2 separate regions of the Anas platyrhynchos genome follow, and region 2 is linked to region 1. Evidence: chromatin contacts called from public Hi-C data. All regions are on one chromosome and are shown on one strand. Each heading gives the region's core, a stretch centred on a gene start, on an enhancer-like site or on the middle of the called end of the contact. The rest is flanking DNA. Distances are from core to core; before and after follow the strand shown. Region 1 overlaps LOC119718601 (a long non-coding RNA gene). Region 2 overlaps MED13L (mediator complex subunit 13L).

Region 1 (5,904 bases), core at 1,970-4,469:
AGCGCTGCGATGTCTCCAGGTGATGCTTTATGATTGCGTGGCCCTCACGGCTTAAATCTGGGCACAGCGGCTCAGCCCAGCAGTTTGTGCCTCCCCTCTATCCGAGCGTCTTTGCGAGGACTGGAGCGAGGAACAAGGCAAGCCTTGGTTCTGGAAGGTGCTCACGTCTCCAGAGCCACTTCTGCTTTTCTCCCAGCCCTGTTCCCAACAGGCAGCTGGGACATCCAGCAGGAGCACCTGCAGCAGCAGAGGTGAGTTGCATGGGGACACCTTGCACAGGCAGCATGAGGTTCCTCCTTGAGGGACCCTCCCCACCCCAGAGATTTACTGTGACCCCTCTCTTCCTCTTCCAGAGTGACACCCGCCGCTGCAGCTCCTGTGCCTGGGAGGAGATTGTCACCTGCTGTTCCTCCCAGCCCACCAGTGGCAAGCATGGCCGCGGCACTGGACACCCGCTGCCCAATATGTCTGGACACCTGGGGCAGCGCCGCGTTCACCATGCCGTGCTGCCACCAGTTCTGCTATCCGTGCATCTGGCGGTGGCAGACAGCAAGCCCGAGTGCCCCCTCTGCAAGAGGAGAATTACATCTCTAGTGCACTCGGTGCAGGCTGATGATCAGTTCGAGGAGCTCGTCATCAGCCCATCGGCAGTGGCATCTGCCAACAGGCCGCCTGTCTGGGCTCCCATCACCTTCGCTGGCGGCCTCCCCGCGGACACCTGGGGACAACTCTTCCGGAAGCACCCTGCTCTCCTCCAGCCCCTGCTCTCCTGGGTGCGCCGGGAGCTGGGGCGCGTCTTCGGGGCACAGCGTTTGGAGGCGCTCATCTTGGAGAACGCCGTCATGGAGAGCCTGCGCCTCTTTGGCCTTGAGGAAGACCTCCTAGTCCAGCTGATGGAGCTCGACCTCGGCCACCACGCGGCGACATTTGTCAGTCAGCTCCTGGAAGTCGCCGCGCAACGGTGCAGCAGGGAGGCCCACCGCCTGCTGCGACTGAACGCTCCACCTGCAGCCCAGCAGCGGGAGGTCAGCCCCGCACCCGGACCATCCGGACACGGAGGGGTGGCTCCTCCACCCGTTCCAGGCCCCTCTCCACAGCCCGCCAGCTCCAGCGGGGATGAGGTGCCTGCAAGTTCCAGGGACAGCCTGCGAGGGACTCCCAGCCACCCTCACTCCATCTCTGCTGCGGTCCCCATGGAACAGGCAGCGCCTCCAGAGGAGCCATAGGAGGCTGCACCAGGTCCCTCCAGCGCCAGGCGGGGCACGGGGTGCCAACCTGGGGGGCCCCGGCGAGTCCCCAAGAGGAAGAACAGCTCCTCCCAGGGTCCTTCGCCACCCAAGAAGAGGCCACCCCGCCGGCAGTAGAGGACCTGCGGAGACCAGGGCCGGACAGCAGCTCGGGGACACGCCGGCCCTAAAGGACCCAAATGTCACCAGGGTCCTATTCCACCACACAGAGTACAAATAAAATCATAAAATCACAGAAAACGTGTCAGTGTTGCAAACAGCACAGTGGTCATTGTCATCCCCACCCCTGCTGCTTGCTCCTCCCTTTCCTGATGCCGTGACCACTCTTAGTACAAACTTGCCTAATTTTCCTTAGCTTCCACTTATGTCTTCAACCCGAACTTGAGTATTTTCCCCTCTCACCTTGCTTGACATGGTCTTTACACTGAGTGCTTCTTTGGTAAATAATATACATTCTACAAGAAGAGAAAAGAGATTTTTTCTTAAAGGTACCTATCTTCCTAATGGGGAAAGGCTGAGAGACCTGGGTCTGTTCAGCCTGGAGTTTAAAAGAAGACCAAGGGGGGATCTCATCAATGTGTATAAATTGCTGAGGTATGGGAGACAGAGGGATTTGGCCAACCTCTTTTCAGTGGTTTGCGGGGACAGGACAAGGAGTAATGGTCACAAGATAGAGCCCGGGAAGTTCCGCACCAACATGCAAAAGAACTTCTTCACGGTGAGGGTGATGGAGCACTGGGACAGGCTGCCCAGGGAGGTTGTGGAGTCTCCTTCTCTGGAGATATTCAAGGCCCATCTGGACACCTACCTGGGCAACCTGCTGTAAGGAACCTGCTTTGTCAGGGGGGTTGGACCCAATGATCTTTTGAGGTCCCTTCCAACCCCTTCAATTCTGTGATTCTGTGATTCTGTGATATGTACACAAAACAACTCTCTTTTCTATTTCCTCTGTTTCTCTTTCTGTCTTTCTCACTCTTGTACCCACAGCTACTATGCTAAGACCAAAGATGGAAAAGCCACAGTTAACTCCCCAGCAGATAACAGTAACAGCATTTCATGTATATTAATGAAGATTCATTAAACATCTTTCACTGTGACTGAGCAAAACAGTGTTTGAAACCCATAAGTTATTTAGAGAGACAGAGAGCAATATAGAAATAAACACAACAACAATCTGAACAAGCCAAGGGCAACAGAGAGATTTTTCACTTCCTTTCTGCTAGCATCTGTAATGGAGAGAATGTATCAGAAGTCTCATCAGGTTCTACATGCTGACTGTGAATAGGATACTCTTGAGTACTTTTTTATCGTTTAATTGTCTTCAGTGTTATTGTTGCTAATACCCACTTAGAAGCATGGAATTAAAATGTTTTTTCTGTTACCACTATCATATTTTTCTGTTTGCCAGACTGATTATTTAGTCTTCATTTCTAATGGGACTTGAAAGGAATATGATGTGCAATTTGTTTGTGCACAAGCTTTTTCCTCAGTGTCTCAATTGAGCGTTGCCCAAGGTGGTTTAGTAGTTAACTTTCACTCCCTCTGCTGGCTCTCAGGCATCAGAGCAGAAGATATTGTTTTGTTTAGGTCCTACAAAAACAAAATGTGTTTACTATTGATTTTATATAAATATAATGGTAGCATTTGAAGGAAATTCCTGACACATTAAAACAGATGTGCATATACACTGTGTTCATGTATTTTGCAAGTTCTTTGAATCTTTTGGTCTCCCTGGGCCTTACAATTCACTCTTTGGTTGTCCTAAACAGCCATACGGACAGCCAAAGTCTCGCAGCCCAACAGTCAACCTTTAACACAGAATCAAGTAGTACAACATCCCGAGTTGGAAGGTACCCACAAAGATCACTGAGTCCTACTCAATAATCCACAAAGCTCCACAAAGAACCACCCAAAAAGCAGACCATGTGTATCTGAGCACTGTCCATACACTCCTTGAACCCAAGCAGGCTCGGTGCCATGAGTACATCCCTGGGGAGCCTGTTCCAGTGCCTGACCATCCTCTCGGTGCAGAACCTTTTCCTAACACCCAGCCTAATCCTCCTGTCCAGCTCCATGCCATTCCCTTGGGTCCTGTCAGTGTCGCCACAGAGCAGAGCTCAGAGCCTGCCCCTCTCATTCCCTCATGAGGAGGCTGCAGGCCGCCATGAGGCCTCCCCTCAGCCGCCTTTTCCCCCATCTGAGCAAACCAAGGAACTTCAGCCACTCCTTGTGCATCTTGTCCTCCAGATCCTTCACCACCTTCGTGACCATCCCTTGGGCACTAATTGTTTTATGCTCTTCTTATATTGTGGCACCAAAACTGCAGAGTGCTCAAGGTGAGGCTGTCCCAGGCAGAGCAGGGTGGGACAATCCCTTCCCTCGACCAGCTGGCAGTGCTGTACCTGAGGACCCCATGACACAGTTAGCCCTTTTGGCAGCCAAGGCACGCTGCTGACTGCTTTTCAACTTCCCATCAGCCAAAACCCCCAGATCCATGAGCCAGCAATGGGCCCTTGTGGCCGAGAAGGCTGACGGTAGCCTGGGGTGCAGTGGGAAGAGGGCTGCCAGTGGGGCCAGGGAGGGGATCCTGCCCCTCTGCTCAGCCCTGGGGAGGCCGCACCTGGAGCGCTGCGTCCAGTTCTGGGCTCCCCAGCACCATGGACATGGAGCTGCTGGAGTGAGTCCAGCTGAGATAAGGGGACTGCAGCATCTGTCCTGCGAGGGGAGGCTGGGAGAGCTGGGCCTGCTCAGCTTGGAGGATAGAAGACCGAGAGGGGATCTCATCAATATGTACAAGTATCACAAGGGAAGGTGTCAAGAGGCTGGAGCCAGACTCCTTTTGGTGGTGCCGAGTAACAAGACAAGAGGCAATGACCACAAACAGAGACGCAGGAAGTTCCAGCTGAATATGAGAGGGCATTTGGTTACCGTGACGGTAACAGAGCACTGGAACTGGCTGCATTATATCCATTCTCTGCACATTCCTCCTGACGTTACGTATCAGTGCCGTTTGGAACAATCTGAGAGATTTACTCCCCAGATAGCTCAAGTAGGAAACAGGGCCTACAGCGCTTTTATGCACTGCAAGTGGAAATCTTTGCTGCAGAAATCTCTCTGTATCAGGTGTCAGAGCAGACAAAAGAGCCTTTGCTTCTTTTCAAACACTGACTCAGATTCTGACATTCTCGACTTCTCTAGCAAATCACAGTAGTCCTCACTACACTACTCCGGATTTTACCTGCAGGATGTAAAACGAGCACCAAACAATGCTGAGGGGGTGCTATTTGGTAAAAAGTCATGGAAAAGTCTTGCCTGCCAACCATACCTGAACAAAGATTTCCTACAGCTCAGCACAGGGTCCCAATTCATTTGACTTTCTTCACACATCGGATTTCAAATTGTCCAACACAGTTTTCATAAGAATAACTTGCAAACATTCACTGGATAATTCCTCATCTGCTGGCAAGTCTCGCTGGATACTTCATACATACAGTTCAGGCTGGGCTCCTTCCTCACACGGATCAGATATTTTCCCATTCTTCTTCTGGCAGCAGTCATTCGAAGTAATGCGCAGACCTCGTAAACGCCCACCTACAGAGAGCTGCGTTTCATACTTATCTCCCTTTCCCAGCTCGTGGGTAAGAAGCAGACCACTTGTTGATCTCAAAGAGGAATTTTAACTATTAATTAAAGCTATTAAAAAACAGTCGTTGAAAGGGGCCGCACCAATGTGAAATACTATTATGTGCCATAGGCTGAAAGAGGAAACAAATCCAGGCAATTACAAAAACTAGACACAGAAGACACTACCTAGTCCATAATCCTCATCAGGGCAGCAATTACGCTATTCCACGAATGTCATTCAGTCTTAGTCAGTGACTGTACCTCTGTCATATTTCTTAGAAATGGGCTCCTCTGTACGCTGACTCATCCTCAAGAACAAATTTCATCATCTCATTTCACCTCTACAAGTTACGCTCTTTTGTATCATCTTTAATGGTTCTTCCCTAGGGCTTTATGCTGCATGTTCTGGGGTTCGTTTTGCACAGCATGTGAGACCTTCTGAAACATGTTAGGTTATCAGGCCATTTCCCTCTTAAATTTCTCTTCCAAGATGTACATAAAAAACTCTTCTGATTTGCTTTCACGAATCAAATGTCCAGGAGGACAAGGAGGAGATCAGTAAGGAAATCGGTGACACCCACCATGGCTGCACTGAGGGCAGACTGTGCCTTAAAAATTTGGTGGTCTTCTACGATGGGGTTTCTGCACTGGCGGATAGAGGAAGAGCAATTGACATCATCTGCCTGGACTTGTGCAATGTATCTGATGCTGTCCTCCAGGCTATCCATGTATCTAAACTGGAGAAACAGATTTCATGGATGGACCACACATTGGATAAGGAATCGGCTGGATGGTCTCACTCAAAGAGCTGTGGTCAACACCTCAATGTCCTGGTGGAGATCAGCAACAAGTGGAGTTCTTCAGGGCTCGTGATTGGGACCAGCGCAGTCTAACATCTTTGTTGGAGACATGGACAGTGAGATCGAGTGCACCTTCTGCAAGTTTGCCAATAACGCCAGGCTGTGCGTTGTGGTCAGTGTGCTGCAGGGGAGTGTACTGGGTCTGGATGGAATGGTAACTTTCCCTGCAGCAG
Region 2 (5,904 bases), core at 1,667-4,166, 63 kb before region 1:
AGGAGAAAAAAAAATAAGGTTTGGTACTGTCACAATCCAACACATTTTGAAACTTGTATCTCATACCCGTTAGCTCTGAAAGCACCGTTACCAAAAAACAGAGGACTGCAAATACCTGGATCAGTAGTATAGGGGACTTTACCTCCAAGTTTTCTTCTCGATCCTCTGTCCTGACAAAATGTTGTATTTTATGCACAAACATAGAGCAGTAAGAACAACAAGGCGTTGACTGCAGCGTAACTCCTTTGCAACTAAAGGATGAATTAAGTAGAGTTTTACTGAACAAGCTTTAAGTGTCCTTCTCTGACACACGGCTGGGGTCACAAAGCCACTCAGACTTGGCTGCAACCCATGCTGCTGCCCAACGCTGGCAGGGGGAGGAAGGAGTCAGGGGTACAGGGCACGAGCTCAGAGGAAGAGGTTTTCACCATGTCAGTAGCCTGATCTGGGCTTAAATGCGAGCTCGTGAATCCTTTCACGGTCACTAAGGCATAGAAAAGAATGAAGGGGGAGGGAGAAAAATGAAAGGGTCGAGGGGAAGCACAACTTTTCCCTGTAATTAATATTATTTTCCTTTCATAGAAAGCTGAGAGCAGTACATTACACTGCAACTGTGGTTGGAGAGAGAAGAAAGTACCTAGAAGTGACACAGAAATAAAAGCATGTCATATCTTACACTTAAAAATTAATTTTAGGGGACCAGCCATTTTTCTCCATTTTCATAAGTTAATTATATTCGTTCCTTAGCATGGGGACAAGGCCTTTGTGTATGTTTGACCTCATCTGTGTTAATCACATAAGCATAAATATTGCCTAGAGGCACATTACACAACAGCAACACACAAAATTTCCTGTTTCAAGGAAACAAAGGAGAGAATGCCACTAAAAGCTCAGGTTGTATTTCCATACGCGCCATTGCAATTCAGTTTTGGAAAGTTAATTAAGCCACAAATGAGTCAGTGAGAAATAACACTGTCTGAGGTAGGAAGCAAGTCAGGATTTATCAAAACTAATCAAAAATCCCCAAACAAGCCAACAAAAAGAGCACTTAGACCTCTTAGATCTGTCATCTATGAAAACACAGGCATCACCTCACTGTGTAACAAGCAGAGAAAGCTCCTGACCCAAAAGTTAAACGTACTACAAGGCAAAATGGTCCGTTTTCAGTCGTCATCACCATTTTAGAGCACAGAAACCCCAGACCACACAACCCACTGAAGCCCTGGCAGGAAGCGACACACGCGGCCATTGGGAGCATTGCGTATGCACCTCACAGTGCCTGCGGAGGGAATCTAGCTCAGCACCATGTTTGAGGGGTGCTGTGGGGTTTGGTAGAGGAATGTGTCTTTATTAGCTGGTATCTCTTGGAAACTGCCAGCTGATGGCAGGAAATGCTGGGAGAGAGGAGCTTCAAATGCAAGCAGTAGCGGAACTTGGGCTGAGCAAGAAGGATGCCCCCCGTGTAAATACACGCTCTGTATAAACAAATCAAGAAGGACTGGGATGTGGGAAAACACTCGTGCATTTTAAAAACTGGCAGGATAATACTAAAACAAGCATGCTTCTAATCAGTGCAGTATTTTTTCATATTATTTGTGTTACCATGGCATCACCAAGTCCCAAATCCCACTGTGCTGGACTCTGCGGGAAAACAGCAGCGCACGGCTCATGCAGAGAACGCGAAGGGGGGAAGGAATACGGGGATCGAAAGAGTACAAAGCTGAGCTGGTCGGCCTCAGGACAAGAGCCAGGACAGACCTGCACCTAGCCAGAGCTACTCAGTTGCCTGCAGGCATCACACACACAAGATTAAGAAAGGGTTCAGGACAGCAATGCAGTTAAGTCCATGGACATCGACTAGTAACCTTACTCAAACACCACGAGCTAGAAAAAAACTAGGAAAACAATCAAAAGATGGTAGTTGGTAGTTCACTTTTGATGACAACAGCACCTATGGGAGTTAGGATTCACTTGGTACAAACAAAAAAAAAAAAAATCAAAGGCAGAACAGGGCTGACACCTTTGGAAGAAGTCCCAGTAATGCAGGAGATGTAAGAGCAAGGGAAGACAACGAGAGAAAGCAGGGGCACAACACGGTCCCAGCCACAGGATGGGACAGAAAACTGCAGCAGCGTTCTCGGTAAGAGCAGGGATGGTTTAGGCAAACAGACAAAAGGATGCTGCCACAGCTAAGGGGGTAGAAGTGAAGACAGGGTGGGGATTCCCTGCAGCAACCAAGGCAGAGCAGAGACAGAAGGTTGAGAGCTCTCAGCAGCAACCAGAAAGCTTTCCCCAACAAGCACAAGTGTTCGGCTGGTTACAAAGTATGCCATGCCTGTAACATTGATACCTCCGGGCATTTAAAGAGCAGTCTATCTACACATACACACACCCTTCACCAAGGAATAGCATTTCTGAATAATTAGAGATACAAAGAAAAGGGAAGAACATCCATAAAAATTCCTTTTTCACCTAGTGACCAACCCGATCCAGTTAACAGCCAGCAGCTATCTCACAGAATTTTCTTCCCTGAAGTTTAAAGATTTCAGTTTCTATAGATTTCTTCAAGATAATTGTATTGTAAAGAAGGAAAATAATAGAAGAAAGGTCTACGTATAGGATTAAAGAGTTCCTTCTTTAATCTCTCTCACATGAGGAGGTGCTCTCAGAAGCAGAAGGGAAAGAAAAAAACCCTTGGGATCAAAACGTTGTTGAGAACCGGGGTTCTGATGTCAATGCTGCACCAGTTATGTAGAAACATCCAGAAAGGTTTTTTCAGCTAGTGTTAGAGCAAGTGAAAGTTGTGTTTCCTAAAAAAAAAAAAAAAAAAAAAAATCCTAGATAAGCAGGTCAGCCGCATCACTGCAATGTGAGTATTTTCTGAGTTGTGCTAATGCTGACAGCAGCCCTCTCTGCAAAGGACTCATGCTGCTACAAGAAGCAGGACCTGGTCCTTGGGCAAGGTTTCCCAGCCCCGTGTGCACGCTCAGAACCTCACCAGAGGTCAAGAAATCTTCCCGCAAATATTTCCCACTGGCTAGCTCGGGACCCTTGGGCACGCCTTGTCCTGATCCGCAAATATAACTCCTCCTCATTTTCCTCGTGTGTTATTCAGAAGAGGTCGGTTACCCAACACATCGACTCCATCCCCAAGGGGGGGGCAGGCTGAAGGTAGCACCGCTCCGAAGGCCGCTCTGCCCCAACCTCTTTGGGAACCCACAGCTATTTTCTTTAAGTTCACACCTGGAGGGACACCGTTAAACTCCTGAATACTCTCCAACAGGACAAAAAAAGTCTACCCCTGGAGATTCTTCCAATTCCAAATAAATAATCTCCTGTGAGATTAAAGTGAGCAAGCTTTCTAATGTAGCTTTCCTACTTCTATCCTGTTACCCAATAAAACTCAGAAGAAAAAGTAACTGAAGAATCCAATACTGCTGGGAAATTTCAGAAGTTAATTCCATTTCTTAAAAATATATACATAAAGTCACACCTCCGTAAAATGTGAAACAAGCACGATACCTACCACGGAGAGAGGCAGCATCCTACCTGCCTTGCAGCCCCACGCTTATAACCAAGAGCTAATACGGGTTCATTTCCTACTGCTTATGGATTTGGTTGGGCAACCAACCATTTACAATGAAGTCTTTTACTGATAGTTATGCACCACCAAAGAGAACCAAGAGAACTTCTACAGCAATCTCTGCATTCCTGACCTTCGCTTTCAGATGCCACAAAAAACCTTTAAGCACAAATTTCAAACACCCTCTCGGATCCCCTTGGCCCCTTTCAGTTTCATTATGAAAACAGCCACAAGACCCACTGATCGTAGTCAGCTCCTGTCACTGCTGTTGAGCCAAATGCAGAACCCCCCCAGCAACCCTATAAGTTCGACTTGGAGCACCAACAGAAGCAAAGACCAAATCCCTGTTCTCCAGCCCTTTCTTGCAGCAGGTTTCTGTAAGAATGCATTTAAACAAGTGCTCCTGACCTCTTTGCTAGCAGATGCTATAAAGCGTTACATAAATCCGTATCACTTCCCAAGCACACCATCGTGTTCTCCAGGCTGAAGCCTCCCACAGCACCTAACCTTCCACCACACGAAAGCTGCTCCAGATTTTCGGTCACTCCTGACACCTTGCTGCCCGCTTTCTCCAGCTGCAGCACACAAGTTATTGTGCAACCTCAGCCCCATTTCAGAGAGCGACTCGTGCCTGTTGATCACTACAGCAGCCAAGCCGGACAGGTGAGGAAACGTCTCGGTACCTCATGCAAGCCTTTACCTTCATGTGATTAACCCTTATGCACAGGAAGAATCAAATTAATTTCAGTAAGGCTACCTCTGTGATTCAGGATTATTCAGAGGAGGATGGTATTAAAACTCCAAGCCCAGCATGTTACCTCGCAGCATTTTGTCTGGAGGTAGTTAATAGCCAACTCTTCATTAGGATTTAAATAAGAAAGTGTTAAGGGCCAGTTTATTAAGTAATGTTTTGACAAACAAACAGCCTTTTTTCCAAAACAGCAGCAGACATTTTGACTGCTGCCGAAACAGTTTGGATAAATATCATTTCTTCTCCTGCTGGGCTAGAAGTGCAGCCGCTGGTGTGTTTTAATGAGCCCATCTCTCCACGGAGCGCAGACAAGTTCTCATCCAAGGTGCACTCCGATGACAAATATCCAAAGCGACCCTTGCATCATCTTGCTCAAAGACGCTTGACGTTTACAGCAGAAGCCCAGATGTCTTTGTGCACGCTGCCCTGCCCGGCAGAGCACACACACACACACCACCCCGTTTTCTCGAAGGGCGCTGGATTCCTGCCTCAGCACAGAACAATGCACGGCGCAGGCTGCAGCCCTGCGCATCGCCGTGTCCAGGGGGACACCTCACGACACGCAGCTGCGCAAGCCCGAGAGCTCTTTCGTGGCTGGATGCTCAGAGCTGGGTTTGTCAGACTCACGTCAGGCTACGCCTTCCCCTCACGTGAAATACTGTAAGCTACAAACCTGCGCACGTTCTGGACATCACCAATAAAGCAGAATCGGTTACTAGAAAGCTTTAGGTAATGTTTTTCATACAAACGTAAAATACTTTCAGAAATTATTTCCCCTGAAGAGACTCAAATAAAAAGCAGTGTCTGTCATCTCTCTAAGCTGCCTGCAGCTGACAGAAAAATAAGCTACAATTCCCGAACTGCCAAAGCAACCCAAATCCACGACAGCGACCAGCACAGACTCGCAGCAGAGCCTGGGCTGCTCTGGGCAGGGAAGACACCGCTCCTCAGAAACCAGTGCTCGTGGGATGAAGTGTGCCTCAACACCAGCACGCAGACATCCCATTTCTGAGCTGCAGCTCTCCAGGCGAGAGCATTCCTTCTCGATTCCAGCCCAAAACAAAGCGGGAGATAAACAATGACCTCTAGCAGCCGGCGCCTACCAGCAGGACGGGTTTCAGACAGTCTCACAACACACCTAAAGAAGGGTGATTTCCCATCCCCGGCTGGCAGGGTTGTGCACCCTCTTCTGCTGCTGCACTGTAAAAGTAAATGATTGGCAAAAGCTTCTCTAATTAGTAATCCAGACTACTGTAGCTTTAACACTTCATAAATTTTTAAAAGAATATGACAATCTGAGGTGAAAAGGTCAACTGCTGTCAGCTACAGGTTCCCAGTCAGTATTTCCTTTCCCAGTACCCCGCACTGGTACGTAAACCCCGACAAACAGTGATGTAACTGAAAGTAACTCACACTAACAGTCACCATGTGTTTGTATATATGCATGTATATACATTAAAGATACTATTTAACTGGATACTTTTTGCACATAGGGCCAGGAAACAATAAAAGCATTGCAGTTGGATGCACAGCACCACACACCAGGTATGGAGAGCTCCCACAAAGTCAC

What was found. A called contact is a pair of places that touch in the nucleus more often than the background predicts.
Region 2: a contact with region 1 is called in a Hi-C map of skeletal muscle, with 4 times the contacts expected there. The contact joins two enhancer-like sites. A contact is called at or near these places in 2 of 8 Hi-C or Micro-C datasets (skeletal muscle and subcutaneous adipose tissue).

What each region holds. Positions count from the first base shown.
Region 1 is chr16:5,953,221-5,959,124 of IASCAAS_PekinDuck_T2T, reverse strand. LOC119718601 (a long non-coding RNA gene) reads right to left here. Exons shown (of 5, transcript XR_011803839.1): 5 at 3,441-5,904. Among named protein-coding and RNA genes, the nearest start is that of MED13L, 38 kb to the left of the region's middle. Within about 2 kb of position 3,219, at least 1 of the 8 cell types and tissues checked has an H3K27ac peak or open chromatin away from gene starts, as enhancers often do.
Region 2 is chr16:6,016,178-6,022,081 of IASCAAS_PekinDuck_T2T, reverse strand. The region is part of intron 5 of MED13L (mediator complex subunit 13L); the gene reads right to left. Among named protein-coding and RNA genes, the nearest start is that of MED13L, 25 kb to the right of the region's middle. Within about 2 kb of position 2,916, at least 1 of the 8 cell types and tissues checked has an H3K27ac peak or open chromatin away from gene starts, as enhancers often do.